Regions from separate parts of the Mus musculus genome. Here regions 1, 2, 3 and 4 are each linked to region 5. A link is a contact called in public ChIA-PET and promoter capture Hi-C data. All regions are on one chromosome and are shown on one strand. The core of a region is the stretch at or near the end of the contact, and the rest is flanking DNA. Distances in the headings are between cores, read along the strand shown. Region 1 holds the start of Serinc3 (serine incorporator 3). Region 2 holds the start of Pigt (phosphatidylinositol glycan anchor biosynthesis, class T). Region 3 overlaps Matn4 (matrilin 4). Region 4 holds the start of Sdc4 (syndecan 4). Region 5 holds the start of Ywhab (tyrosine 3-monooxygenase/tryptophan 5-monooxygenase activation protein, beta polypeptide).

What was found. Promoter capture Hi-C pulls out the DNA fragments that hold promoters and counts their contacts. ChIA-PET counts read pairs in DNA pulled down with a chosen protein or histone mark.
Region 1: a contact with region 5 is called in an RNA polymerase II ChIA-PET map of effector CD8 T cells, with 37 read pairs. The contact joins the promoter of Serinc3 here to the promoter of Ywhab in region 5. A contact is called at or near these places in 5 of 39 promoter capture datasets (the C10 cell line, cranial neural crest, hippocampal neurons and 2 more), 3 of 484 Hi-C or Micro-C datasets (CD4 T cells and embryonic stem cells), 3 of 115 datasets of contacts at active chromatin or transcription factors (effector CD8 T cells, embryonic stem cells and memory CD8 T cells) and 3 of 9 other capture datasets (adipose tissue, liver and pancreatic islet).
Region 2: a contact with region 5 is called in a promoter capture Hi-C map of pre-B cells, with 4 times the contacts expected there. The contact joins the promoter of Pigt here to the promoter of Ywhab in region 5. A contact is called at or near these places in 5 of 39 promoter capture datasets (cranial neural crest, hippocampal neurons, liver and 2 more).
Region 3: a promoter capture Hi-C map of neural stem cells shows a contact between it and region 5. The contact joins the enhancer-like site here to the promoter of Ywhab in region 5. A contact is called at or near these places in 6 of 39 promoter capture datasets (the C10 cell line, cranial neural crest, hippocampal neurons and 2 more), 1 of 15 datasets of contacts at CTCF or cohesin (large pre-B cells), 1 of 484 Hi-C or Micro-C datasets (pre-B cells) and 3 of 115 datasets of contacts at active chromatin or transcription factors (embryonic stem cells, large pre-B cells and stem cell-derived neural progenitor cells).
Region 4: a promoter capture Hi-C map of pre-B cells shows a contact between it and region 5, with 4 times the contacts expected there. The contact joins the promoter of Sdc4 here to the promoter of Ywhab in region 5. A contact is called at or near these places in 10 of 39 promoter capture datasets (the 3T3-L1 cell line, 3T3-L1-derived adipocytes, the C10 cell line and 6 more), 1 of 484 Hi-C or Micro-C datasets (the G1E-ER4 cell line), 2 of 115 datasets of contacts at active chromatin or transcription factors (bone marrow-derived macrophages and embryonic stem cells) and 1 of 9 other capture datasets (adipose tissue).

What each region holds. Positions count from the first base shown.
Region 1 is chr2:163,642,409-163,647,692 of GRCm38.p6, forward strand. Serinc3 (serine incorporator 3) reads right to left here and starts at 2,735. Exons shown (of 10, transcript NM_012032.4): 1 at 2,590-2,735. The coding sequence starts at 2,628. It overlaps 0610039K10Rik (RIKEN cDNA 0610039K10 gene), which reads left to right and starts at 2,442. Exons shown (of 1, transcript NR_028113.1): 1 at 2,442-3,392.
Region 2 is chr2:164,493,526-164,498,797 of GRCm38.p6, forward strand. Pigt (phosphatidylinositol glycan anchor biosynthesis, class T) reads left to right here and starts at 4,000. Exons shown (of 12, transcript NM_133779.2): 1 at 4,000-4,232; 2 at 4,341-4,518. The coding sequence starts at 4,034.
Region 3 is chr2:164,387,426-164,392,331 of GRCm38.p6, forward strand. Matn4 (matrilin 4) reads right to left here. Exons shown (of 11, transcript NM_013592.4): 10 at 2,368-2,475; 11 at 1,968-2,289. The coding sequence ends at 2,231. Among named protein-coding and RNA genes, the nearest start is that of Rbpjl, 13 kb to the right of the region's middle. Within about 2 kb of position 1,861, at least 176 of the 459 cell types and tissues checked have an H3K27ac peak or open chromatin away from gene starts, as enhancers often do. A contact at or near this core is called in hippocampal neurons and neural stem cells, where this site is marked.
Region 4 is chr2:164,441,710-164,446,716 of GRCm38.p6, forward strand. Sdc4 (syndecan 4) reads right to left here and starts at 1,479. Exons shown (of 5, transcript NM_011521.2): 1 at 1,381-1,479. The coding sequence starts at 1,455.
Region 5 is chr2:163,991,813-163,996,984 of GRCm38.p6, forward strand. It overlaps Ywhab (tyrosine 3-monooxygenase/tryptophan 5-monooxygenase activation protein, beta polypeptide), which reads left to right and starts at 3,385. Exons shown (of 6, transcript NM_018753.6): 1 at 3,385-3,553.

The DNA of each region.
Region 1 (5,284 bases), core at 1,485-3,984, 350 kb before region 5:
CAGAAATCTAGCCTCAAAGTCTCCCTCATCTGACTTAAAGAAGCAACTCCTAGAAAATACGGCCACAGAGCCCCATTTAAAGGGAAGTTTTAAAGGTAGGGTAAGTATTTCTCATGCCAATGCAACACAACAACACATATCTACCCCACTGACTTTTTCAAAAGACAAAAGTCCTTATCCTCATGCTAAAATCCTCCTTTGCCTCTTCTTCTTTCCCTCCTAAATCAGACATACAAGCAGCAATGAAAGACCCCACCATAAGGCTTAGCAAGTTAGCTACAGTAACGCCATTTTGCAAGGCATGGAAAAGTACTAGAGCTGAGACCTCAAAAGTTACAAGGAAGTTCAGTTAAAGTTTAAGGCTAAATAACAACGGGACAGGGGCCAAACAGGATATCTATGGTCAAGCACCTGGGCCCCGGCTCAGGGCCAAGAACAGATGGTACCCAGATAGAGCGGAACCAGCAACAGTTTCGAGACTGCCCCACCAGCCAAGAACAGATGGTACCCAGATAGAGCGGAACCAGCAACAGTTTCGAGACTGCCCCACATCAGTTTCAAGGTTCCCCAAATGGCCGGGACTTTCCCCTAGCCTTATTTGAACTAACCAATCAGCTCGCTTCTCGCTTCTGTACCCGCGCTTTTTGCTCCCCAGCCCTATAAAAGGAGTAAAAACTCCACACTCGGCGCGCCAGTCCTCCGATAGACTGAGTCGCCCGGGTACCCGTGTTACCAATAAAGCCTCTTGTTGTTTGCATCCGAATCGTGGTCTCGCTGTTCCTTGGGAGGGTCTCCTCAGATTGATCGACTACCCGTCTCGGGGGGTCTTTCAGCAAGACCTAATCACCTGAGTTACTCATCACCAAAACTCAGTCTTCCACAGATACACTCTTTTCAGGAAAAAAAAAAAAAAAAAAAAAGCCAGGAAAGTGGCATACTTCTGTAACCGCAGCACTCAGGAGGCTGAGGCAGAAGGATCTGCAGTTCTAGACAGGCTGAGCTAACAGAGTGAAATCCTGCCCCCACCCCCACCCCGCCGCCCCAAGTAATAATAATGTGAAGCATTTTACTAAGACATGCCAGTAGTGGGGACTCACATCTGTAGTTTCGGCACTAGGCTGAGGTAGGAGGATTGCTAAAAGTTCAAGGCCAACCTGGGCTACAACGTAAAACCATATTTCAAAAAAAGTAAAGGCCAAACTTCTTTGCCAGGAGTAACACCTTCCTACAATCCCAATAAGGAGAACTGTGAATGAAAGGCCAGCATGGGATACTCAGGGAGATCTGGTGACCTATCTCAATAAGGCAAAAATTAAACACGTACAAAAGTCCTTTGAAATCTTTAATCCAGACTGGACTGGAGGTGTAGCTGGAGGAGCTCTCAGAGATAAGCTTTGGACAAACAAGGTCCTGGGTGCAATCTTAAACACCCAGAATGACCAAAGAGATTGCCTAAAAAATAAAGGCATACAGTGGGTATCTGCATGATTTGGCTCCCTGATATTCTGTCCCCCTTTTTTGGCGTGGGATGGGAGATGGGGGTGGATAGTGGCAATTGGAGACTAAACCCACAGCCTCTAAAAACCTACCCATAAACTGTAATTTGCACCTCCCTGTTTTGAGACAGGGTCTCAAAACAAATAACAAATGATCTGCCATGGCCCTCCACAGCCTTTAATTTCGTACTCTTCTCTCATTCCACTCTGGTATCCTAACCCCCTACTGGGTAAAAACTGAATTAACAATATATGCAAGGAGTTTCTAGATATGAACACCTGGATAGGATATTTTCAAATTATGGTTTTAAACCAGGAGGAGAAAAATATACAAGATATCTTCGACATTACTTCTGCCCTGAGACATGCCATTGACATGAGCAGAGCCTGAGTCCTTGGTTCATTACATCAGCTCGGGAAGGAGAAAACAATTAGGCACTGTGGTTCAAGCTACCAAGTTCCTCTGAGGCAGATTTGTTAGATTATTCCTTAGGTTAAAGAGATCCTAAAATTAACTTCTAAAAACGTTTTACCATTGACAAGGGGAATCGGACTAATTTCTTTACTTTATCCTCACAACAGTTCTGGAGGAGAGGAATGCTAGGGTGTTTAATTCGAAAATATTTAGGCCGCGGGGCTTCTAATTAAACGCCTTTTGCTCGCGACCTGCAGCAGGGCTGACTTAAAAGCCCCGCTCCCAACCCCACTCAGTAGCGCTGGCATATGCCGAACTATGAAGAAAAATGACTACAGTGGCCCTAAATTCCCTGACGCCATCCTCTAGCCACTCAGGAACCCGCGCCGTGGAACCTCGGCGTCGCCTGGCCGCGGGAACCCTGGGTCCGGAAGGCTGGCGGGGGCGGGGCGTCGAAATTGTAAACAATGGCGGTCCGGCCTCCCGCGACCCTCCGCCCACAGCGAGAGCCAGCCGAGCCGCCGCACCCCGACTCCGGGACGACGGCTACCGGGCCTGGACCCTGGGCCTGCCCGCTCCTCTCTGTTAGCCTCAGAGAGTGGAGGGTCCGCCTCGGGCGGCCCGACACCCACCCCCTGCGCGCCTCAGGCCCCGGACGGCCGAGGCCTCGGGACTCACCCAGCTGGCGAGGGAGAAGACGCCGAGGACGGCCCCCATGGTGACGCCGGGGCCGAGACCGACCGCTCCGAGCGGATCCTAACTGCTGACTGAGGCGTCGCCTCAGAAACGCGACGGATCCTCAAGCCGGAAACAGGGCCCGCCCTTCGCAGGACGCCCAGTTTACGTCATTGGGTGGCCCCGCCCACGGAGGGGGAGAAGGCGGAGCCTAAGACTGCTGGGGTGGCAGAGGACGTAGAGGGTTCGTGGCATACAACTCCGGGCTCGCTTGGGGCGCTGGTGGTCAGAGGCAACATAAAGGTGCAGAAAGACAGCATGTTCCCTACGAACTGCACTTATCCTCGGAAGAAGCTACATCCGAATTAAATAAAGATCCTACAGACTGTTAAGTCGTGGCTGGGCAGTACTTTGTGATTATTGAGAGATGGAATGTTGGCAAACTCAGAGGCAAACAGGCTATGTTGGGCCATTCAATAATCAGTTAGCATCTGTAATCCCAGAACTAAAGAGGATGAGGCTGGAGGATCAGGAGTTCAAAACTATCCTGTGCTACATAGAGTTTCAGACGAACAAAAAAGCCACTCTTCTTACCCCACACCCTACCGGAAACTTCTCCAGCCTTGTCTCCCCTTCCCCTTTCCCCCTTCCTCTTTTCCCCTGCCCCCCTTTCCCCCTGCCCCCTCCCTCCGCGGGGGTCAGTCTGCTGGCCAGGTTCAGCTCACTACTTTCCCTGTCCTAGACTCTTCCCGATGCCTCTGGCTGTACTCGTTCTCATATCTATAATAAAAATTTTCTCCTCAGCCATACCTTGGAGCAGTCATGTCCTCATTTTGTTGGGAACAAGCAAAAGAAACTTATGCTAAGTACTACCGTTTTCGTTTTCTAAATTCAAGGTCTCAGGCCCTGGGGGAGCTGGGGACTTTACCAACAGCTCAGCAACCTCGGTTGAAAACAATTGTCTGAGTCCAGATATTTCAGGGACAACTTCCCCTCCTTGAAGGCCGGGCCAAACAAGGTCCTGCTCCGAATGCCTACCCCACTTGTCCAAATGTTTTCTTGTCTGTTAACCAGTAAAGAATATAGAAACTACTGTTATCTGAGCCAACATGCATAAGTTATAAAAACCTATAACCATTGCCTGTTATGCACTAATTGACTACATGCAGCTCGCCCACTCCTCTGTTCCCTTATCATTCTAAAATTCCGGGCCAGAGTCCAGAAGACTTGACTCCAAGAGCTGAATTAATGACCTTGAAGCCAGGTGCCCAGGATACAGCCCAGTCTCCAATAGGTACCCATAATATCAAAATACAATTAGATAATACTGAGGCTCCCCACTACCCCCTGCTTTGGGTTCCCATCCCTTAAAAATGTACAGATCCCAGCCAGGCGGTGGTGGTGCACGCCTTTAATCCCAGCACTTGGGAGGCAGGGGCAGGAGGATTTCTGAGTTTGAGGCCAGCCTGGTCTACAGAGTGAGTTCCAGGACAGCCAGGGCTACACTGAGAAACCCTGTCTCGAAAAACCAAAAAAAAAAAAAAAAAAAAAAAAAAAAAAAAAAAAAGTACAGATCCCAAACTGGCCGGCTCCCTGCATGCTTAGAAAATAAAGCTTTCAGTTTTAAGCTTATCTCTGGAAATGAGTTTTCTTTTTTCTGGCTTCCACCCAGAAACCAACAATTTCACTCAATAAGTAATATGAGATGGTATATACAGGAGGATTTTTTTTTCAGTAGAAGTTTATTCAAGGGCTGAGGATTGTAGTTCAATTGGTAGAGTGCTTGTCTAGTATTTGAACTCCACCTCTACGTAAGCCAGGCCTGGTGACCAATATACACCTTGTACTTGGCCTGAAGCGGTCGGAGGATAAGAAGGTCAAGGTTGGGCTGGGCTTGGTGGTATACACCTAGGATCCTTGTGCTTGGCCTATAGAGGGAGTGGCCAAGCCATCTCTGTCAACAGGGTCTCTAGGGAGGGATCAAGGATTGAAGAAACAGAGGATGAGACAGCAACACTATAACATGACTCCAGTCACTATAACATGAAAAAAAAAAAACCCCAGGTTTGATTTTTTTCCCATCTGCTTATTTATTTATTTATTTATTTATCTATCTATCTACACTCCAGATTTTATTCCCCCTCCCCACCCTCAACTGTTCCACATCCCATACCTCCTCCCTACCTCCCTGTCTCCAAGAGGCTGTCCCCACCCTCTACCCTACCTGACCTCTAAACTCCCTGGGGGCCTCCAGTCTCTTGAGGGTTAGGTGCTATCATCTGTAATTGAACACAAACCCCGGGGGTCCTCTGCTGTATGTGTGTTGGGGGATTCATATCAGCCGGGTGTGTGCTACTTGTTGTTTGGTGGTCCAGTGTTTGAGAGATCTTGGGGGGTCCAGATTAATTGAGACTGCTGGTCCTCCTACAGGGTAGTGCTCCTCCTCAGCTTCGTTCAGCCTTCCCTAATTCAACCACAGGGGTCAGAAGCTTCTGTCCATCGGTTGGATGAAAAGATCTGCATCTGACTCTTTCAGCTGCTTGTTGGGTCTTCTGGAGTGTGGTCATGCTAGCTCCCTTTTTGTGAGCGCTCCATAGCCTCAGTAATAGTATAAGGCCTTGGGACCTCCCCTTGAGCTGGGTCCCACTTTGGGCCTGTCGCTGGACCTTCTTTTCCTCAGGTCTGCTTTTATACCATT
Region 2 (5,272 bases), core at 2,750-5,249, 500 kb after region 5:
GATTTCTAGTTCATTTTTTTTTCACATTAAAAAGTTATTAGACTTCCCCCTCCCCCTCCCCCTCCCCCTCCCATATCCAACACTACCCGCAGGATGAATGACCTAAACCTAAGCCAACACTCCTCAGGCTGATTGACACTGCTTACAGCTTCAGGTTTTTCCCACCAGGAAGTCATTTTACAGTTTTACAGTTATCCTTACTGTTTCTAAGGATACTGAGAAGTTTGTGGAAGGAAACACTTCTCCAAGGAAGCGAGAGTGCCCTTCAGCTCTCTGCTGTCTCTGTGAACTTGTACCATAAAGACCTTCTGCCCAAAACTCTCTGGGATCAAGCTGAGGTCATCTATGAAGTTGGGCCAGGGACCCAGCGTCATGTTAAAATGTCTTGTAATTTGATCCTGTTACAGATAACAGTCCTCGTCTTGTGCCCACCTCCCCTGAGCGTAGTGAAGCTCTCCCCCCTGTCTTGATGGGTTCACCCTGACAGGGTTTCTCTTTCCTTCGGGGTGAGTGATGAGAAGCTGTGCTTGCTTGGTTACCCTCAACATTCCAATAAATCTTTTCCTTCTCTAGCTCACAATGCTAAGATTGTGGCGTTGAGGGCAGAAGCCTTCTTGGGGGAGGGATCTACAGTACTCTTGAGAACTGGAATTGTTTGTGAGCCTCTGGGAAATCTCCAGTTGGGCTAGCATGAGCCCCAGTTCTTTCTGGAAAAGACTAGGGTCTGTGGGACCACCAGACCATTTCCTGGTAGAGACAATGATCTCTCCTCCTGCCAAGCCACAGGGGCCTGGCTAGCCTTCAGAGGCTCCATCCCCAGCTGACTGTTTCCTCAGACCACACAGTATCCGTGGAGACAACATGCAGATTTAGAGCCAACTCCAAATGAAAGAGCCCAGCTTTCAGTCTTGCAGGCCACAGTGCAAGGCTTACTGGGTAGATGTCCTGATAGACTCTGAAGAGGGAAGAATTGCGCTATAGGGGAAACAGAAGGAATCACAGGTCAGCAGAGTCCCTAAAAGCACTCATCCTCAGGTGTGCAGAGTCTTGCAAACAGCATGGTGATGTGAGGCCAGCAGGTCTGTGTGGCACCGAGTCTTATTTGTCCATTCTGATATGACTGACTGACTACATACCTGCAGTGTGCTGCCATTTGCACAAACAACAAAAATACCAAGTTGGCCAATAGCTCTTTCAGGAGCAGACATGCTGCAGATTATGAAAAGTAATGAAGGCCATGGTACATGTGCATGAATGACTGTGGCCTGCTACAGGAGGTGGGAGAGGGGGAGGAGGAAGAGTCTTCACAGCAAGAGGATGGGCCTTGTATGATGGGAACAATTCAGGAGGGAACAGCATAAGCTGGAATAATCATGATGGCGCTTACTCTGTAAAAATGTATTTGGAGCCTGATAATGTAGCCACTGTTCCTGGTTCTGACACTCACTGTGAGCTTAAATTATCTGTTTCCACACTTTAGTTTTAGTTTGGGCCTTTAAAAAAAAAACTCTATTACATGAACATGGTCCTACTTAACTGATAGGGTTGTTTGAAGAGATGTAGTTCTTAATCTTCACATATAATTTATTATATTATGATGACTCTGAAAGTAGTTTTTTTAATATTCATGTTCAAAGATGGTTATTTATTTATTTATTTATTTATTATATGTAAGTACACTGTAGCTGTCTTAAGACACTCCAGAAGACGGCATCAGATTTCATTACAGATGGTTGTGAGCCACCATGTGGTTGCTGGGATTTGAACTCAGGACCTTTGGAAGAGCAGTCGGTGTTCTTAACTGCTGAGCCATCTCACCAGCCCTGAAAGTAGTTTTTAAAAATTTCTTTTATTTGTATATGTATGTCCATAGGACCCTAAGGGCATAAGAGATCCTAGAACTGGAGTGGTAGGCAATTGTGGGGCACCCAGCGTGGGTGCTGGGAACAGTACTGAAGTCCTCTGTAAGAGCTGCAAGTGCTTCCAACCACTGAACCATCTCTCCAGCCCTCTGAAAATAGGTTTTTACAGATGCGGAAAGAAACTCTCAGGTTGCTCATAGTTGTACATATTAAAGGCCAGTGTGGAGACCCGAATCCTTACCTGACATCTAATCTCTCCCTTATTCCTGTATGTCTAATATAATCAGAAACACTGGATTTGGGGGAATGAAGTCATCTTTTCAACAATTCATTTCTTGTTAGAATCTTTCTTGGTAGACCACGCTAATTACAAAGTTTGGGCTCTTCCTAGAAAGACAGCTGTGCTTTACCAAGAGCCTGTCCACAAACTCACTCATGAATGTGCTTCCTGGAGGGTAAGTGGGAAAGCCAAATCAGCCTAATATGGAAACAGCTACAGCTCAATAATAAAGTTTTTTTTAAAAGATGTACAGAAGATATATAGCAGAATGTTCATAAGAAACAATAAGTGAATGGATAATGAACATTAACAGTACTCAACACCATTATTAAGGAAATGCAAATTAGCCCTACAGTGATATCCTGTGCATCACTGCGTCCCAGACCTAACACCAGATTTTAACCAGGATGCAGTACAACCAGAGCTCTTGATGTTTGAGCTTTTAATTTGTCCGTTTGTTTTGAGATAGAGTCTCACTACAGTGTTGGCTGTTCCAGAACTCACTATGTAGAACAGGCTGGCCTTAAACTCTCCTGTTTTTAATAGAAAAATGACAGACTTTGGAGAAAGGTCTGACAGTTGCTTGCACTTCCTCTTTGCTGCAGCCATCCTACTCCTAAATATTCTCCCAAGGGACATGATAACCTAAGTGTGCAAAGCCACTTGTACAGACTATAATCATCCTTGCCTACTATAACCAAAACTACCAAGCACTCCTTTGCCCATGGAGTGTCTCCAGTGGAGAAACTGGCTTACCCACACAATGTTAGCACTGCACAGCAGTAAATAACCTTATACACATGAGAACACGAGGCCAATCAGCACTGTTTCCCTAGAGATGAGGAAAGGATGTAGAGCCAACTCCCATGAAGCTATGGTTTCTGTCTCTAAACCACAATGTGGTTTCAAAATCATTCCTTTCAGGAAAGAACACACAAAACCTCATACTATGCTGTCATTTACATTTAGTCCTAGAACAGATTAATCTATTACAAGAACACTGGTTGCCTCTACAATGTGTTCTGGAGATAGATGTTGACAGGAAAGAGGCATTAGACCATTTTCTGGGACCTTAGGTGGGACTTTAAGTTTAGGGCTTCCCTCCCAATACACATTGCTATGTCGAGTATGAACCCAAGGTCTCATGCCTACTAGGCACTCTGCCACTGAGTTAGTTTCATCCCCAGCCCCAGTTCTTAGGAACATTCTATATCTCCGTAAGATTTGGAGTTACAATATTTTATTAATTAAAACCCAGGTAATTTTATGAGAAAATTTTGAACGAAACTAAATTTTGACAATGCAGAATACCCATGTGTGAAATTTACTCCGTGATGGAATCAATGCTATAATAGATGAGTGGGCTTGTTGGTGTGTACCCATAGCAACATGTTAATGGTGGAATTAATTTACATGGTTGGAGGAACATGTTTAATAGCTGCTAATTCTTTCAATTTTGCCATACACTCTTATTTATTTTATTATATTCTTTTATTAAGACCACAGGGAGGGGGTAGGACAGCTCTGCCCTCACCGTTGCGGGCTAGGTTTTGAGCCAAGTAAATAGAGTCACTGGACGGTTCTACCTCACGCCTGTAATAGCAGCACTTGGTACCGGGATGGCCACACTGCATATCGAGCACTTCCTAGCTGGTGAAAGCACCTATAGGTGCGCGGGCCCTCAAGCCAGCTCTCTTCCTCCGCCACACGCCCACACCCCTTCAGGCCAGGTCGGCAAAATCCACGATCTGTTGACGGACCTCCGTGTCCCTCCGGTAACCTCGGAGTGGTTTCCGGGACGGCGCCGGAAGTCCTCTCTCATCCGGCTTCCTATTGGATGACCGCCTTTGGTGGGCGCGGGCGATGCTGGGAGGCGGAAGCGGCCGCAGGTATGGCGGCTGCCATGCCGCTCGGTTTGCCGTTGCGGTTACTGGTGCTGTTGCTGGTGGGACGGGGCTGCTGTGGCTGCGCGGAGGGCCCACGCGACAGCCTGCGAGAAGAGCTCGTTATCACTCCACTGCCTTCCGGCGACGTGGCCGCCACATTCCAGTTCCGCACGCGTTGGGATTCGGATCTGCAGCGGGAAGGAGGTGAGTTCAGGACCCCAGGAAAATGTCTGCAGCACCTTGCTCAGTTCCTAAAGAGAGCTACTCAGGGGTGGGGCTTGGGTCGCCGCTCACCTGCCTTGCTTTCTTCAGTGTCCCATTACAGGCTCTTCCCTAAAGCCCTGGGACAGCTGATCTCCAAGTACTCCCTGCGGGAGCTCCACCTGTCGTTCACGCAAGGCTTTTGGAGGACGCGATACTGGGGGCCACCCTTCCTGCAGGCTCCGTCAGGTGCAGAGCTCTGGGTCTGGTTCCAAGACACTGTCACCGAGTGAGTTCCTAACTTGACACCTGTCACAGGCCATGGAGGGGGTGTGGCAGGCAAAGTGTTGTCATCTTGTCATTGGCCTTGGGATCTGCTACTCCAGTAGGTAGCGGTCACACCAAGTTAAAACTGATTTTGGAAGTAAGGATTAATATTACAGGGCTGGAGCGATGCCCCAGTCAGTAAAATGCTTGCTACTCAAGCTTGACGACCTGAGTTTCATTTTCCAGAACCTACATTAAAAGTCGGGTTGCTGCTGCCGGCTTCTAGGCCCATAACTGAGGAGGTGGAGACAGGAGGAACAGGACTGCTGGAAGCCAGTATGCCTGAATCAGTGACTTCCAAGATCAGTGACAGAAGTACCCCCCTACACACACACACACACACACACACACAAACAAAGTACAGAGGGAATAAAAGAGACATTGGTTGCTGATTTCTGGCCCTCACAGCTATTTGCATCAGTATGCATGCACATACAACATGAAGAAATTACATTATTATTGAGTGAACATCGTCTCCTGAAAACTTCCAAGTCTGAGGTACTACATGCATTTCTCGAGGCAAAGAGTAGGTGGTTGGTTCCTATTATTGGGATATAAGGTCACAGATAATTGGCAGACTAGGTGTGTTGTTTTTGTTTTTAAGACATTTGTTTGTATTAAAAAAAAACAAACAATACCCATGCCTAACAAAACATTTGTGGGATAGCAGTGGGCTACAGGATGGTCTTTGTGAAATAAAGCAAGAGTTTCACTTT
Region 3 (4,906 bases), core at 611-3,110, 390 kb after region 5:
CCTGGCCTGCTTACTTTATCTGATCATGATATCTAAGTAAGGTCCTGATCATCTCAGCTCCTGTTCCCAGCCGCTCCTGACCCACATGACCAATCACAGAAAGTATTGCCATATCATTTAAGGTTTTGCTCAAAGCTCCCCACCCCCCCCTTTTTTTCTTGCCTGCACTATCCTTCATCAGACATTCCCCTTTTCTATACAGTTGCACACAGGTGGACCTCACTCCCTATCCAGCCTTAGCAGTACAGACATCAGCCAGCCTAGCCTCGGCCCTGTTCCGCTCAACAACTTCCATGCCTGAATCATGGGAACCTATGAATAAATCTATGACTCTACATGACAAAGGAGATTTCTGGGAGTTTTTCTGAAGTAGAAGCATGTCTGTGATTGTCAAAGTCATAACAATATAATCACAGAGAAAGAGAGAATCACACAGAGAGAGAGGTGTTAAGATCAGAGGGCAGTGAGACCATGAGCCAAGGGACTTGGGAGGCCTCTAGAAGCTACAAAGGAAAGCAGATTTCTCCAGAAAGAATGCAACCCTGCCAACCCATCTTGGACTTCTGACTCCGGGAACTGTGAGACAGGGAACTGATTTTGCCTTCGAAGCTCTCGTTTGTTACAGCAGCAATCAGAAATATAGCATGTCAGTCCAGCCTCTGACTAGACGTGCCGTTTTGGGAAACTACATGACTCCATTTCCTCTTGTCTAAAATGGAAATGATGAAGGCAATAATTATCTTTAGCATTTATTTTTACATTATTAGGACCATTTTCATCATCGTGGTTATTCCTTGATTCACAAGCAACTGCCCTCCACTCCCCTCTCTCCTCCGGCCCTTCTGGAATGTGGCTTTAGAGAACACGAGGCTCAGGTCAGTCATACCCTTCCCCTCCCTCTAAGGTATCCAGCCTTCTGTCACCTGGTATCGAGTCCAGGCCCCTCCCTTTCACCCTGTTCTGACCACGCCCCGTTTCTGACCATTCTGATGAAGTAGGAACAGGTGGCAGGTGGAAGTCAGAGAGCATCCTACAGGAGGAGTTCTCTCTTTTACCATGAGGACCCTGATGTTTGAAAGCAGATTGTAAATCTTAATGTGTAAATGTGCTTGCCAGCTGAGCCATCTTGCCTTCTAAGATCCTAATTATCTCACGAGGTTGTCTGGATAAAAAACGGATACAATGGCAATATTAGGAAATCGCTTCAAACCAGGTCCAAGACATATTTCTATAAGAATAATTGCTAACTATCATTAACAAAGGACCTAAAATACATGTCGGGCACAAAGTCAGGTACCTTAGCATACATTCCTCTAGCCACAGTCCTGCTTGTACCAGTTAACCCTTGTCTCAGCTTTAACAATGGCAAAACAAACCCGGGGGAATTTACCTGACGCCCATTCTGGAACCCAACGTATTTTAAGCTTTAGTTTGCCATGTGTACCCGGGAAGTTCGTGTTCCTTGCTGGTAGAGAGGGTTGTGTGCATGCAGCTCAGCTTTGCTTCTTGAAGGAGTGGCAGAAGAGAGCCACAGGCTCAGGGATGCCACCAAGTGTCAGAGGCAGATGATACAATCCAGGTGGAGCACATCCCGCATCCCCCACTCTTTCTGGTCAGGGGCTCAACAGAGTTTCTCACATCCCCAGCCAGGTCCCAAGCGGCCTTTGAGCCACATTTTTTGGCTCCAGAAGACAGGAACAGCAAGAAAACGACGTGCTAGAAGATGGGGGACTCAGACTTCCTCGGACCCAAAGGTTCTCGGGGCATCCCCTCCCTCCCCACGTCCTACATAACGGGCCATCTGTTCTGGGGCTGAATAAACAAGAGACGGGAAGCAGCGGCCCCCTGCCCCCCAGCCCCAGTACTGCACAATGCGCCTTTCTCCAAGAGGACGCCACCCGGGCGCCTATGAGCACGCTCGTCTGAACTCCCCTCCCTCTGCCAGCATAGCAATAGCCACAAACCGACCCCGTGAAAACCAAATTTTTTTTTTTTTTTTTTAGAAAAGGAAAACAAAAAAAGAAATCCAACAAAGCTCGCGGCGAGTGTAGCAGTCCTTCCCCACCAGCACCTCCCCATCCCCTCATCCCCATCCCCTAAATCTGGCTCCTGGTCCAGGTGAGGCCAGCTCGAAGGCAGCGCGTGGGGCCCGCCAGCGCCCCCTCCTGGACGGTCCAGGCTGCGGGGCTCGGCCTCGGTCTCGCGTGGCTGCTCAGACAGCGTGCGACCCTCACTTTCGGCTAGCCAGCTGGTTCTCCAGCTCCTCCAGGCGCTCTGTCAGCCGAGCCAGTGAGCGGTTAAGGAAGATGTGGTCTCAGAGATCCCTTCACCCGCCCTGCAACCCGCACCTCCAGCCCCAAAGGATATGGTTCTGCGTCAGGCTCTCGAGCGCCCCCAGCGTGCGGCCCTGGAACTCCACGAGGCTTTCGCATTCGCAGGGACTCCGAAGCTCTGTCCCCGCGCCAATGCCCTCCTCTGCAAGGAGAGAGCCAAGAGTCAAAGGAATGAGGAACCAAAAGGGAGCCCACCAGGCTGTGGCTTCGACCTTCTGATACACCTCTACCGAGTCGATGGTGTACATGCAGGCTTTGGATTTAGACCTAGCCTGAGTCCCAGCCAAATAGCACAGAAGTCCTGGGGGAAACTCAACCCCTCAAGTCTCAATTCCCCCGCATCCGTAAAATGGATATAATGAAAGAAGCTACCCACTAGTGGTTATGAGATTAGACGATTTGCGTATGTGGACCCACTTGCAAGAGAAATTCTCCAACCCTTATGCTTGCTGGGATTACCACAGAGCTTGCTAGAATCCAGATTTCGACTCAGAGTAAAAATCTGCACTTTCACTAAGCTCCTGAAACACATTAATTCTGAAGTCCATGGGTTTCACTTTGATTAGAAAAAGTCTAGATGGATGAGCTGGTCCAAATGAGACCACGACAAACAATGGACATGTTCTCTATCTGTCTGTCCTGGCCGATTCAATACCCAAAAGCCACCTGGAGCTTAAGACACTTGAAATGTGGCGGGTACAACTGAAGAACTCAGTTTTTATTCTGTGTTATTGTGACCAATTGTAATTCATCATACACACGTAGCGACTGAATACCGTACTGGCACAATATCTAGAGCAATGCCAGGCACAAGTCAACCCTGTACTGTGTATTTCTAGTAAACCAGCATTCCGTGGACAAGCAGTATTAGCATAACCTAGGAATATGTCATAATGGCAAATTATCAAACCCTATCCCAGACCTAGTGAGTCAGGATGAAGTGCAACAATATGCGATTCCACTGATTCTGATGAAATTAATGTTTAAATTATAGGTCCAAGTCAGGCGTGGTGGTACATGCCTTTGGTCCCAGCGCTCAAGAGGCATAGGCAGAAGGAAGGATCTCTGTGAGTTTGAGGCCAGTCTGATCTACAGAGTGAGTTCCAGGAGGACAGCCAAAGCTACACAGAGAAACCCCGTCTCAAACGCAAAAACAAAAAATTATGGATCCAAGTTTATCTCCACACACACACTTCAACATCTAAGAGTAGAGTAGAGATAAACTTGGTTGTCTATGTTTCCTTAACAGTACAGAAAATGGTGGGGAATATTACGGAGATAGCATCACTGCTGGTCCACGCCATTTTCTATTTTAATGTTTTATTATGTATGTGTATGATACATGTGTGAGGGCAGACCACAGCATTCATGTCAACATCAGAGAACATCTATTGTGAGTCAACTCTCTCCTCACACCTTTTTGAGGCAGCGTCTCTCTTTAGTTTTTGCCTCTCTTTGTATCCAGGCAAGCTTTCAGGTGCTTCCGTCTGCACCACCCATCTCCCTGCAGGGATGCTGGGTACAGATGTGAGCCATCGCATCGGGCTTTTTGGTAATGTGTTCCAGGATCGAACTCAGGTCGCCGGGTTTGCATGGCAGCTGCTTTTACACGCTGTGCCATCTCACCAGCTCTTGTTTTTTAATATTGCAGGCACTAAAATAGCAGCAAGATTCTTAGCCTCAGCCTCCATAGGGAGATTCTACTATCAGTCAAACCCTCATCCTTGTGTCATTTTATTGATGGCCTCGTTAACACTCCCAAATGTTCACCTCTGACTTTAGAGCTGTAGAACCGAGGGTTACAGAAAGATGAGGATCTGCCTGGGCCTGAATGGTCAGCCAGTGAAGAGCTTTAGCAGAGCGTTCCAACTTGCCTCCGAAATCTAAAGCTGGCAGTAACTTTGGGCATCTTTCCTCATACAGAAGAGGGTAAGGTAGGGCCGGGGTTAAGTGAGTTATCCAGGGTCCATTGTAAATAAGTCGGGACGGGAAGGGCCCTTAAGCCTGATGTGTCCAAAACACCTTAGTTAATTGTTAGAGTTGGTGGCAGGGCAGGGAGCACATTTAACTACAGATTCTCTGCCCTGGACACAGCCCTGCTCACCTACCTCTATCAGCAGTAGACAGTGGAAGAAGAGTCACGCCTTAGACATGTGTTAGAATCTAAAGACCCCATAGTCAAAATCAAGCCCCCCACCAAGAAACTTTGCCCCCTATAAGGCCCAGCTGTTCCCCGCGGGCATGTCTGGATCCTTCCCCTCCCCCCCACCCCCAGCTGGAGACCAGATACATTACAATGATGGCATTTATGGTCTATGTCCCCAGAAAGCACAAGCCACTGTAAAAAAATAAAAATAAAAAATAAAAATAAAAAAACAACCCTGTCCTGTCACTTTGCCAAATCTATAAAGTTGAATCTCCACAAGCTGGAAGCTTATAGTCGGTTACGCTTGTAAATGCTAAATTTGACTTGCTTTTTTAAAAGTTTTCTCTTGACCTGGAGAGATGGCTGAGTGGTTAAGAGCACTGCCTGCTCTTCCAGAGGACCCAGGTTCAATGTCCAGCACTCACAC
Region 4 (5,007 bases), core at 229-2,728, 450 kb after region 5:
ACCAGTCTGGAATTATGGGAAAACGGGACCTAACAGCAGCCACAGGGACGAGAAGATAAAAGCAGGCATTTCCAAGTCTGTCTTAACTTCTGCCTGACTCAGCTGGTTGGTAGCTGTGTGACCTTCAGCAGGTTACTTAACCTCTGCCTGAGGACTAGTTTAAGAATGGTAAACAGGGAGGTTTTCTGAAATTAAACACGCTCGATTCCAAAGCCACCAGGAAGCCATCAGAGCAGAAACCAGCATGCAATGGGTTCCGTACCTAACTGCAATTGTGCTAGAGAGTGCATACACTCTCATCTCGAGCCTCCTGAACATAATCAACTATTCCCTAAATAAGCCCAGAGAAAAGGTGGCTTTCAAAAGAACATTAATGATTAAACTCCAGAGTCTCACTCCCCCTAAAACTTAGACTAACGGTACAAATGGCCCGTGCTCATGGGTCAGACCACCCTCTCCCAGGAACTGTCATGCCCTGTAAATTCCCTTGCCTCCTAAACGCCTGCTAGGACTGAGCTGATCCGGCCCTAGATCCTTGTTGACTCTGATCCTGAAAAGGAAAGGTTTCTTTAGGTTCCCTGGGATCTTTTCTCCTCTAGATCCTTCTCCGCACTCAGGTGGGTGCCTCAATTTCCCCGTGTGCGGTTTCAACCAAAACACTTCCCACAAAACAGTTGAAGCTCAATCTCTAGCCTGGAGCTGATCGGAAAGTTATCCTTTAAGTCCGCTCTGGAAAAATAAGGAACCCTACTTTTTGGACAGCCTAAAGCAGGAAGGGTCACCTCATGATATGTTCTGTAGATAGGTCAGGTGACCTTAGAAGGAGGTGATCTTGCCCCTTAAGTCAGTCGTACCAAGACTGTGGCCAGAACGAAGGCCAGGATTCAGTCTTCTCCATTCCCCAGGGTTTGTGAAACGGGGTCCTCCGCACAGCCCTAAAGTGTTCCAGCTCCCGAATACAAGCTGCCCACCCCGTCCCCAGACCATCTCAGATTCGAGCCTCCTGCTATGGACACCCAGAGGGCCACTCCGCGCGCAGCGCCAGCACTGGGATCACAAAGTAGGGGTGAGGGTGTGGGAGGAGAAAAGTTGACACCAACTTAGTCACGTCCCACCCGGGAGCCCAGAGGCCAGGCTGAGTCCAGAGCTCAGAGCAACAGGCTAGGGGTGCACGGCGCGTGGAAGAGTCTCCGGCAGCCTTCTCGAGACCCAAGAGCAAAGTTTCCTCACAAAGTTTTCCCTGTCTCGGCGTCCAGAGGGGGTTGGGGGGAGGGAGCACAGTTCGCGATGCACCCTACTCCCTCCGGATCCCGGGATTTGAGGGGACAAAGAAGGCACCCCCCAATTCTCCCCCCTCCAAGACATCCTTCAAATACATACCGACTCTCCGGGGACCAAGGGGAAGCCTCCGAGGAGCAGCAGCAGCAGCGGCGCAAGCAGGCAGGCAGGCGCCATGGCTTCAACAGCGCAAACCAGTGGCCCGGAGCGGGCGCGCAGCCCTTCTTATAGGCAGCAGCCCTGCCCCGCCCCCAGTGCTCGCCCGCACCGCCCGGAATTCCCCCGGGAAAGCTTAGGCCTGCGGGGTGCTGCGCTGGGCAAGCTGGAAACCACTGGGGTGGGACCCAACCCGCCCGGGGACCCGCCCACAGCGTGCCTGCCGGCTCCAAACTGACCTCAATCTGTAGCTCCAGGAGCTGCAGCCCATGATAGTTAACCGATCTACTGCGAGGCAGTCTGCCTAAAATCCGAGGATCACTGCTTAGCCCCCAATTTATAGCTGGGGAAACTGAGGCCCATAAACGGGGTAGGATTGACTAGGGGTCTGCTGTTTTTACCAGTCTTCAAAGCGGATGCGCTCCGCTTTGTCAGGGAGTATTCCCCAAGTGGCGCTTGAATTCGGATAGTTTTTGATTAGCAACTCTGAACCGACAACGACGAAATGGTTCAAGTTTTTCCAGGCCTGCTGTCGAAATTATTCCAACCCCAGGGCGCCAGCGCAGAAGCAGCTGGAAAGACAAAGGAACGAGCCTGCCTGTGCACTAAACAGTGTGATTTATCAACTGAAGTGTGAATTGTGTGTAATACTCACGTGTCACGAAATAGTCTTACTCTTTTGACTTGTCCTCTCAATTGACTCTCTTATTTCTCAAGGCGGCTTCTACACCGGATCCAAGAATGTTGCTTCTAACACCATCCTAACAAAGTAGGTAATGGTAAGATTCTTTAGTCCCACCCTCAGCACAGATACTGATGGAATCAATAATCGAAAAACTGAAGGACACACACACACACACACACGTGATAGGGAAGGGCTGTCATCCTGGCATTTGAGATACTGAGGCAAGGGGACAGTCGGAGTTTAAAATGAGCCAGCTGGTGTCAGTGTGAAACCCTGTCTTTAAAAAAGTAGGGGGAGGGGCATGCTAGAACCATCAATCAAAACTTTTGATCTTTGACATACCGATACATTGTTCTAAGGGTACATTTGTGCATACATAATGTGGTTTTGGAATTAGGGCATTTTGGCCTGTCTTAGGATATTCTGAATTCACATACTTTCCAAGGTAAATATGACCCCTCGCCCCTGTTCCTCTTTGAATTGCCTAAACTAACCCTAACTCACTATGTCCCAGCTCAGCACTACCTCCTCCATAAGAATACAGGCAGGGCATACTCTGTCCTGTTCTATTCCTTGGCTTTCCTTATTCTAGCCCTTAATTATTTTCTGAGAATTAAAGTCTCTTGTGGCAGAGAGCTTTGAGAGAAAAACAGTTTTCCAATACTGACCGTGGGTTTATCTTGCCCCAGACTTAACGGTGAGCAATTGTTCTCAATTATTTGAATATACTTCCCTAAAAGTTGGGCACTGAGAAAATAAATGAATCACTCTAACTAGAATAAGAAACTCTTTCTCATAAGCCGGGTGTGGTGACATGTGCCAGTAGATTTCTGAATTCAAGACCAGCCTGGTCTACACAATGAGTCAGGGCTATGTAGAGAGACCCTGTCTCAAAGGAAGGAGGATGACAAGGAGAAATCCTTTCTTATTAGGCATGGTTTTATAGGAGAGGCAGCCAGATCTCTGAGGCTGAGGACAACTTGTTCTATAGTTCAGGTTCCAGGCCAACCAGAGCTATGCAATAAGAGAGAACCTGTCTCAAAAGTAAAGAAATAAGTAAATAAATAATAGAAAGAAAACGTTTCGCAATTCAAATGGTTTCCAGTCTTTCCATGGATTTGGCTAAGTTGGCCCAGGATGGCCTTAAACTCATCCCACCCTACCTCAGTGTCCCAAGTAGCTGGTAAACAAGCCTAGGCCAGGCCAGGTTGGTGTAAACAATCTCAAGAACATAAATAATGAAGATATAGCTTATGTTTTATATTGATGGCTAACATTATGTTGGTGGATAACATTTTGTTGATGGCTGACCTTATGTTATTTCAAAGTTTAAATATTGTTGTGCTTAAGAGAACTATAAAGCAAAACTGGACCTCTGAATGTTAAGGGCCGCTAAGGGTTGTTTCTGTAATTGCCCGGGCTTGTACAACTTTAACAAAAGGGTTGTTTATGCAAGATAATGGCTCACAAGGTCAAGCAGCATTTCTGCTTCTGTAAACAAAAGCTTGTTTTTGCTGGAGATAGCATGAACACCTGGAAGATATACCTTTTAAAAAACAGGATGTTATTTTAAAACCCCTGACTAATGTGCCTAGTTGCTACATTTGGGAATAGTGGAGTCTGGGGTGTAGACCTGGCATCACTAGCTACCTATCTCTTCTTTGTGAAAATGTATCAGTAGTCAGTGATGAGTTTCTGAAGGTCGCAGACCCAGAACTATTTACTTATTTGATACAGATGATTGACCCAAAGGCACACAAACTAAGCAAGCACTGAGATGCACTGCCAGCCAGTTGGTTTGTTTGCTTTTGTTTTTCCAAATCAGGGTTTCTCTGTGTAATCCTAGCTGTCCTGGAATTCACTTGTAGACCAGACTGGCCCCAAACTCAGAGATTTGCCTGCCTCTGCCTCCAGAGTGCTGAGACTAAAGGTGTGTGTGCCATCACCCGGCTAGCCTTTCTCTTTTTTTTAAAGATTATTTTTGGAGGGGTCGCTGCACATGGCACAGCCCACATATGGAGCAACCAGCAGAGGTTTGTTCTCTCTATTATTTGGGTCCCAAGTATTGATCTCAGGTCATGAGAGGATGGCAAACATGTTTACCCACTCTGCCATCCTGCCAACCCTCCTTTTCAAAACACACACACACAAACACACACACACACACACACACACACAAGTTTATGTAATTTAACTTATACTAGTAGTTAGGATTAACAAATAGCTCCCAGAGCTCCCAGATTTGATTCTTCTGAAGTATTTCCTGATGCTGACGTCTGGGAAACATCAAAATGAAATGAAAAATAGGGATAAAGTTGTAGCTAGAATCTATCCCATTTTAGTGTAAGCAGTGTTCATCCAGGCTTAAATGATGAAGTTAGGAGGGAAGAAAATGCCCCACTCAGCAGTAAGACAGACATTCCCAACCAAAGTTCATTTTTTTTCTGCTTAGTAAATGCTGATCAAACTTGTTAGACCTGGTTTTTTGGCCTGTATCATTATTTATTTTAGTTTTGCTTTTGCCATGCTTCAGATCAAACCCAGGGCTTCATGCACGCTAGGCAAGTGCTCTGCCACTGAGCTACAACCTCAGCTCATGACTGTATATGTCCAAGTGCACATTGTAAACCTCTCGTGCTTTATTTTGCTGGTTCTACCTTAAGAAAGCTGCTTAAGGGGCTGGAGAGATGGCTCGGCAGTTAAAAGCACTGACTGCTCTTCCGAAGGTCCTGAGTTCAAATTCCAGCAACTACATGGTGGCTCCCAACCATCCATAATGAGATCTGACGTCCTCTTCTGGTGTGTCTGAAGACAACTACAGTGTACTTACATATAATAAATACATTTTTTTAAAAAAAGAAAGCTGCGGGGGCTGGCGAGATGGCTCA
Region 5 (5,172 bases), core at 2,135-4,634:
GTATATAAATACTGGGTCCCATAGAGAGGGTGTGGGTTGTTGGTTGGTTGATGTTGTTTGTTAAGTAGTTGTGGGCAAAGAAGAAATTAGATATCCTGACAACAAAGATCAAACTTTCCCCAAGTAACTCGATGCCCCCTAATTAGCAAGAAGCAGTGTACACTAACTTTGCTCCTGTTTACCCTCTATCTTTTTAAAAATCTCCTATCTAGTGTTAGGGGGTTGAAAGGATTTGGAACAAAAGGGGTGGAGAAGGGTGGAAGAAAGAAGAACACACAAAGTAGCAAAGATACAACTCCAAGGAGCTTTAAACCATATTGACTCATGAAAAATGTCAATCAGAAAACGCTACCGTGTAAAATGTCAGGTAGTTGCCAGAAGTTGAGGGTATGAAAGTAGGGGATGAAGGAATGAAGCGCAGGGGATTCTTAGGGCAGTAAAACTTTTAGAAACAGAGGTGACATTATCTGTCATGCTTGGCAAGATCTATGGGAGTTTAAAATACAGAGAATGCAGTCCAATGTGAAAACCGGTGCTGGTTAAAGATAATTTATCAATACTGCTCATCAAATGTAACAAATGTATCACAGGAATGTCAGTATGTTATCAAGAAGAGAAATGTGCAGTCAGGAATAGGGAGGTATTGGAATGATGTACCGTCCAGTCAGTCCATTCTTTCTTGTCCCGAGACTGGCCATGTGCCCGTCTCCCACACTGCTGTAATCGCTGGCCCATTAGGCTAGTCCTTTACCCACCCTGTGCTATTTAGTTTTTGTCAATTTGACACACACTAGAGTCACCTAGAAGAGGAGACCTCAACTGAAGGATCACCTGCATCAGATTATCTCTGGGCATGTCTGTGGGCCATATTCTTGACTAATGATTGATGTGGAAGGGCCCAGTCCACTGTGGGCAGTGCCACCCCTAGGCAAGCGGTCCATTGCTGAGCAAGCTATGGGAAGGAGATCGATAAGCAGTGTTCCTCCATGGTGTCTACTTCAGTTCCTCCCTCCAGGTTCCCGCCTTAGCTTTCTTTAGTGATGGTCTATACTGTGGAAATAGAAGACCAATAAACCCTTTCCTCCCCAAGTTGTTTCTATTTCAGCAACAGAGAAGCAAACTGGAATATACCTTTGAACCCATCAGTTGATTGTTGTGGCTTGCTGACCCCTGGCCTAGAATGCAGAGATGGTGAAAGGATTTAATCCATGCAACCCTATAGCAGGCACTAGGGGAGGCCTGACAAAGAGCAATTCTGTTGACTCCATGTACCGATGATGGAACTTGTGGCGTAATCATTAGAAGCCTCTAACCCATTAGGCTTCTGTCTAGATGGAGGCAAAAGACTGTCCTGTCATATTAGAGCTACTGCACTCTGAACAGACTCTGGATTTGTAACTGGTCTTTGGTCTACCAAAAACAAATCCCCATGAGGTTCTTGTGGTATTAAGAAACCCATCCAGTGTTCTAGTTCAGTGGTTTTGATTAAAATCCGATATAAAATCCATGATATATATATCCGCTCCAAGCTTCCGAATATATATATATATATTACACAATGCACCCTTTTTTAATGTTTATTTATTTATTATATGTAAGTACACTGTAGCTGTCTTCAGACACACCAGAAGAGGGCATCAGATTTCATTATGGATGGTTATGAGCCACCATGTGGTTGCTGGTATTTGAACTCTGGACCTTCGGAAAAGCAGTCAGCCCTCTTAACCACTGAGCCATCTCGCCAGCCCTACACAATGCACTCTTAATCTCATTCAAGTTAAAAGTTGTTGTACTTGGTTCAGGACTGATGTGGTCTGCATCTAAAGAACAAATGTCTGTACAAAAGACTTGAAAATGACCTTTATACCCTAGAAAGTCTGTGTATACACACCCAATCTGAAGTAGACAGCCACTCCATAGTCCCAGCTACCATATAGAAATGTAGACAGCAGTTTTCTGTCCATAGAAATCTGATTTGTATGGTTCTGAGTTCTATAAGAAAGCAGGCTGAGCAAGGCAGCATCTCTCCTCCATGGCCTCTGCATCCGTTCCTACCTCCAGGTTCCTGCCCTGTTTGAGTTCTTGTCCTGACTTCTTTGGTAATGAATAATTTGGCCGTGTAAGTCAAATAAACCCTTTCCTCCCCAGCATCACAGCAATAGAAACCCTAGCTAAGACAGCAGCTAACTCAAAGTGTTTATTCATTCTGGAACAGTACATTGGGAGGATGGGGAGTTATATAAATGAACTGGGGTGCTGATAATGGGTAAGGACAGAGCTCTGATTGTCTCGCCCAGGGAACTATTAAGTCGGAGCCATCAGCGATGGGTTTCAAAGCAGCGGACACAGAATGACATTGAAAAGATCATTTGGTACTTGATGGGGGCAGGGCTGGAGAGTCAAGCGGTGAATTTGAAGTCTGTCATTAAGCTAAGTGAGGGTAAAAGGAGAAATGACAAAGGCCTATTACTTTGTTCTTTCTCTAAAAACTGTAAGCTTCAAGACGCAAGTCTTGCTGTACTCCCCAGCACTCTGAAAATTGCCACACGGAATTTGTGGGAAATGAACGAAGGCGTGGTGGTGGAGGTATTTTGAAGGGCTAGACTTAAGGGTCAACAGGCTTGAGTGAAGTAGTAATAAAATTTAGGTAACACTGAAAGCCGTTTGGGGATCCCAGGGTTCTGTCTCTGACGATTTCCCTTTGAAGGATACTTGGGGACCAGGGAATCTCAACGAAGAACTGATGTACACTGGTTTTTTTGTTTTGTTTTTCTGTTTTTATTAAGACCTTGGAAATGTTCTGTTCCTGGTACTTCATGAAGCGTCCTTGGTCTAGGAAAAGAACAGTAAGTACCTTTTAGGACTGAAAGGTGAACTAACTGAAAATGGAGGGCTGTCTGTTCTCCTTTAGTTACAAGCATTCCCTTAACGCACAGCTAAAAGCACTGCTAGGCTCTCCGACCCCGTGAGAATTATTTTCAGGGTTGGGTAGGAACAGACGATCCTAGGCTCAACCAAGACCGCTCCAAGCTTCCGAACCCTGCCCTCCCGGAGCCCGCCCTGTTCTCACACATCCCAGCCCTGGGGCGGCCACCTCGGCCCCGCCCTCTCTTCTTCCTCCTTTTCCTGCTCCCCCGCCCCACTTCCTTTCCCTGCGTCCGCCCCCTCCTCGCTCCCACCCAGGCTCTGCGTCCTCCCACGACCGCTCCCTCTTGGTCCTCCCTGACATCCCCTCCTCCTGGCTATCACCGCCCTTTTCAGGAGGACGGAGCAACCCCGTGCCTCATTCACCCAATGAGGAATCGACTCAGGGTGGGGCGGGACTTGGGCTAGAGCGGAAGTGGTGGCCAGAGCGGAAGTGCAGCTGCCGCCGCCGCCACCGCCGCCGCCGATTCCGGAGCCGGGTAGCCGCCGCCGCCACCGCCGCCACTGCCCCTACGGTCGCTGCCACCGCCGCTGCCGCCAGCCCCGCCTGAGGAGTGAGCCCGGGAAGGACGCAGTCGCTGCCCTCTGATCTTCCCGGAAGCGCCTTTGCTCCCTCCAGTCCTCCGCGGTGAGTGCGGCGTGGCTCCCAGGGGCCCCAGCCCAAAGCCCCTTGTCGGGCTGCGGCCAGGCTCACTGTCGCCGCCAGGCTTACTGCCGCCCCTCCCCGCTTCCGGCCAGGCCTGCGCCTCCGCGGGAAGCCCGGGCTTCTCTCTCGGCGCGCCGTACGGGGTGCGGCCAGGCCTGCGCGGCTGGGGACCGCTGGGCCGCAGGCTCCCCCCCTCCGGCACCATCTCTGCTCGGCGCCGCCCCTGCCTGCTCCCTTCGGGCCCCGAGCCATCCTTCTGGGCCTGTCAACCTCTCTCATTCTTTGTGGCTTTCAAAAATTGAAATGTTAGTCGAAGGCGGGCGAGTTCCCGAGCCGCGACGCCCCTGCCGCACTCCCCTGGATGAGTAAGGGTTTAACCTTGGCGACAGCTGGGGCGAATCCCTCTCCCACTTTGCAGTAAAGCTGTTTCATCATCGCTGGTGTGGGAAACCCAGCTGGACCCGAGATTCCCTGACAGCAGGGTTGAGGTTTGAATTAAGAAATGGATTTATCTGAACCTTTCACTGACTCAAACCGGATTCCCAATGGGGTGGGGGAAGATCAGGCTGAGAATTGAGTCTTTTCTCTTGATATTTGTCGTCTTTTACTGCCAGAATCTCGTGTGTCCATGCCCCAAATTCATCCATACACTTTTTTGTGGCATATATATATATATATGTGTGTGTGTGTGTGTGTGTGTATATGTTATATATTGTTTGAAATTTGTCTAGTAACCTCAGTGTTTGAGGAAGGAGTAGGCAAGATGTGGACCCTTTTTTGCAAGATGAGCGCATCTGGGTCTGTTGCAAATGGAGAACATGCGTGCATCGAGGATTCCAAAGGTGGCAGCGTTGGTGAGAATTTGCCAACCTCTGTAAAAATGCATGGCTCATGTCCTTGCCTTCAGTACATTTTCTCTGGTGAGACTAGATAGCACTGGACTCTTGATTTTACTTGCCTGGTGTGGGAGGTGGAATCTGGCAAGATGTTACAAATCTCTAAAATCCCGGGAGCCGGTGCAGAAAGGTGTAGCGCTTAAGAGAATATGAAAATTACATTTCTCACTGTATCTCAGGTGTTCCTGTGAAACCATACAGACACACAGTTTATGGGACTGAACACGTGCTTACTCAGCATCTCACATCTAGCTGCTGGAAATTTATACGAATATTACTGGGATCTTGGTGGATTTCTCTTGACTGCCTCCAGTGCAATCCATTTCTTTGGGTTGCCCGAGTCTTTTTAAAATTTTTTTATTTTATTTTAAGATCTATGTCCTTAGCATTATATAGCCGGCAGATACTGGTTTGTTTGTTTGTTTGTTTTGTTTGTTTGTTTGTTTTTTTCATCCCCACCCAAGTTAGAATTTTAAGCATGACCTTAGAAATGAAAGGCTGGAAATTCAGTACTAAATGCTAAATTATTTTCTTAGCCTCTGCCTTCTAACTATAAGAAACCATTCACCCATCTTACAGATGAAGTCTTTATAAGAAATGAGGTGATTTGGCCTAAACCTCACACCTACTTACAGACTGAATATTCTCTTTCATCGGTGGCAAGTATTTGTGGACTGTCAGCCCCTGGAGTATGGCTCCTACCCT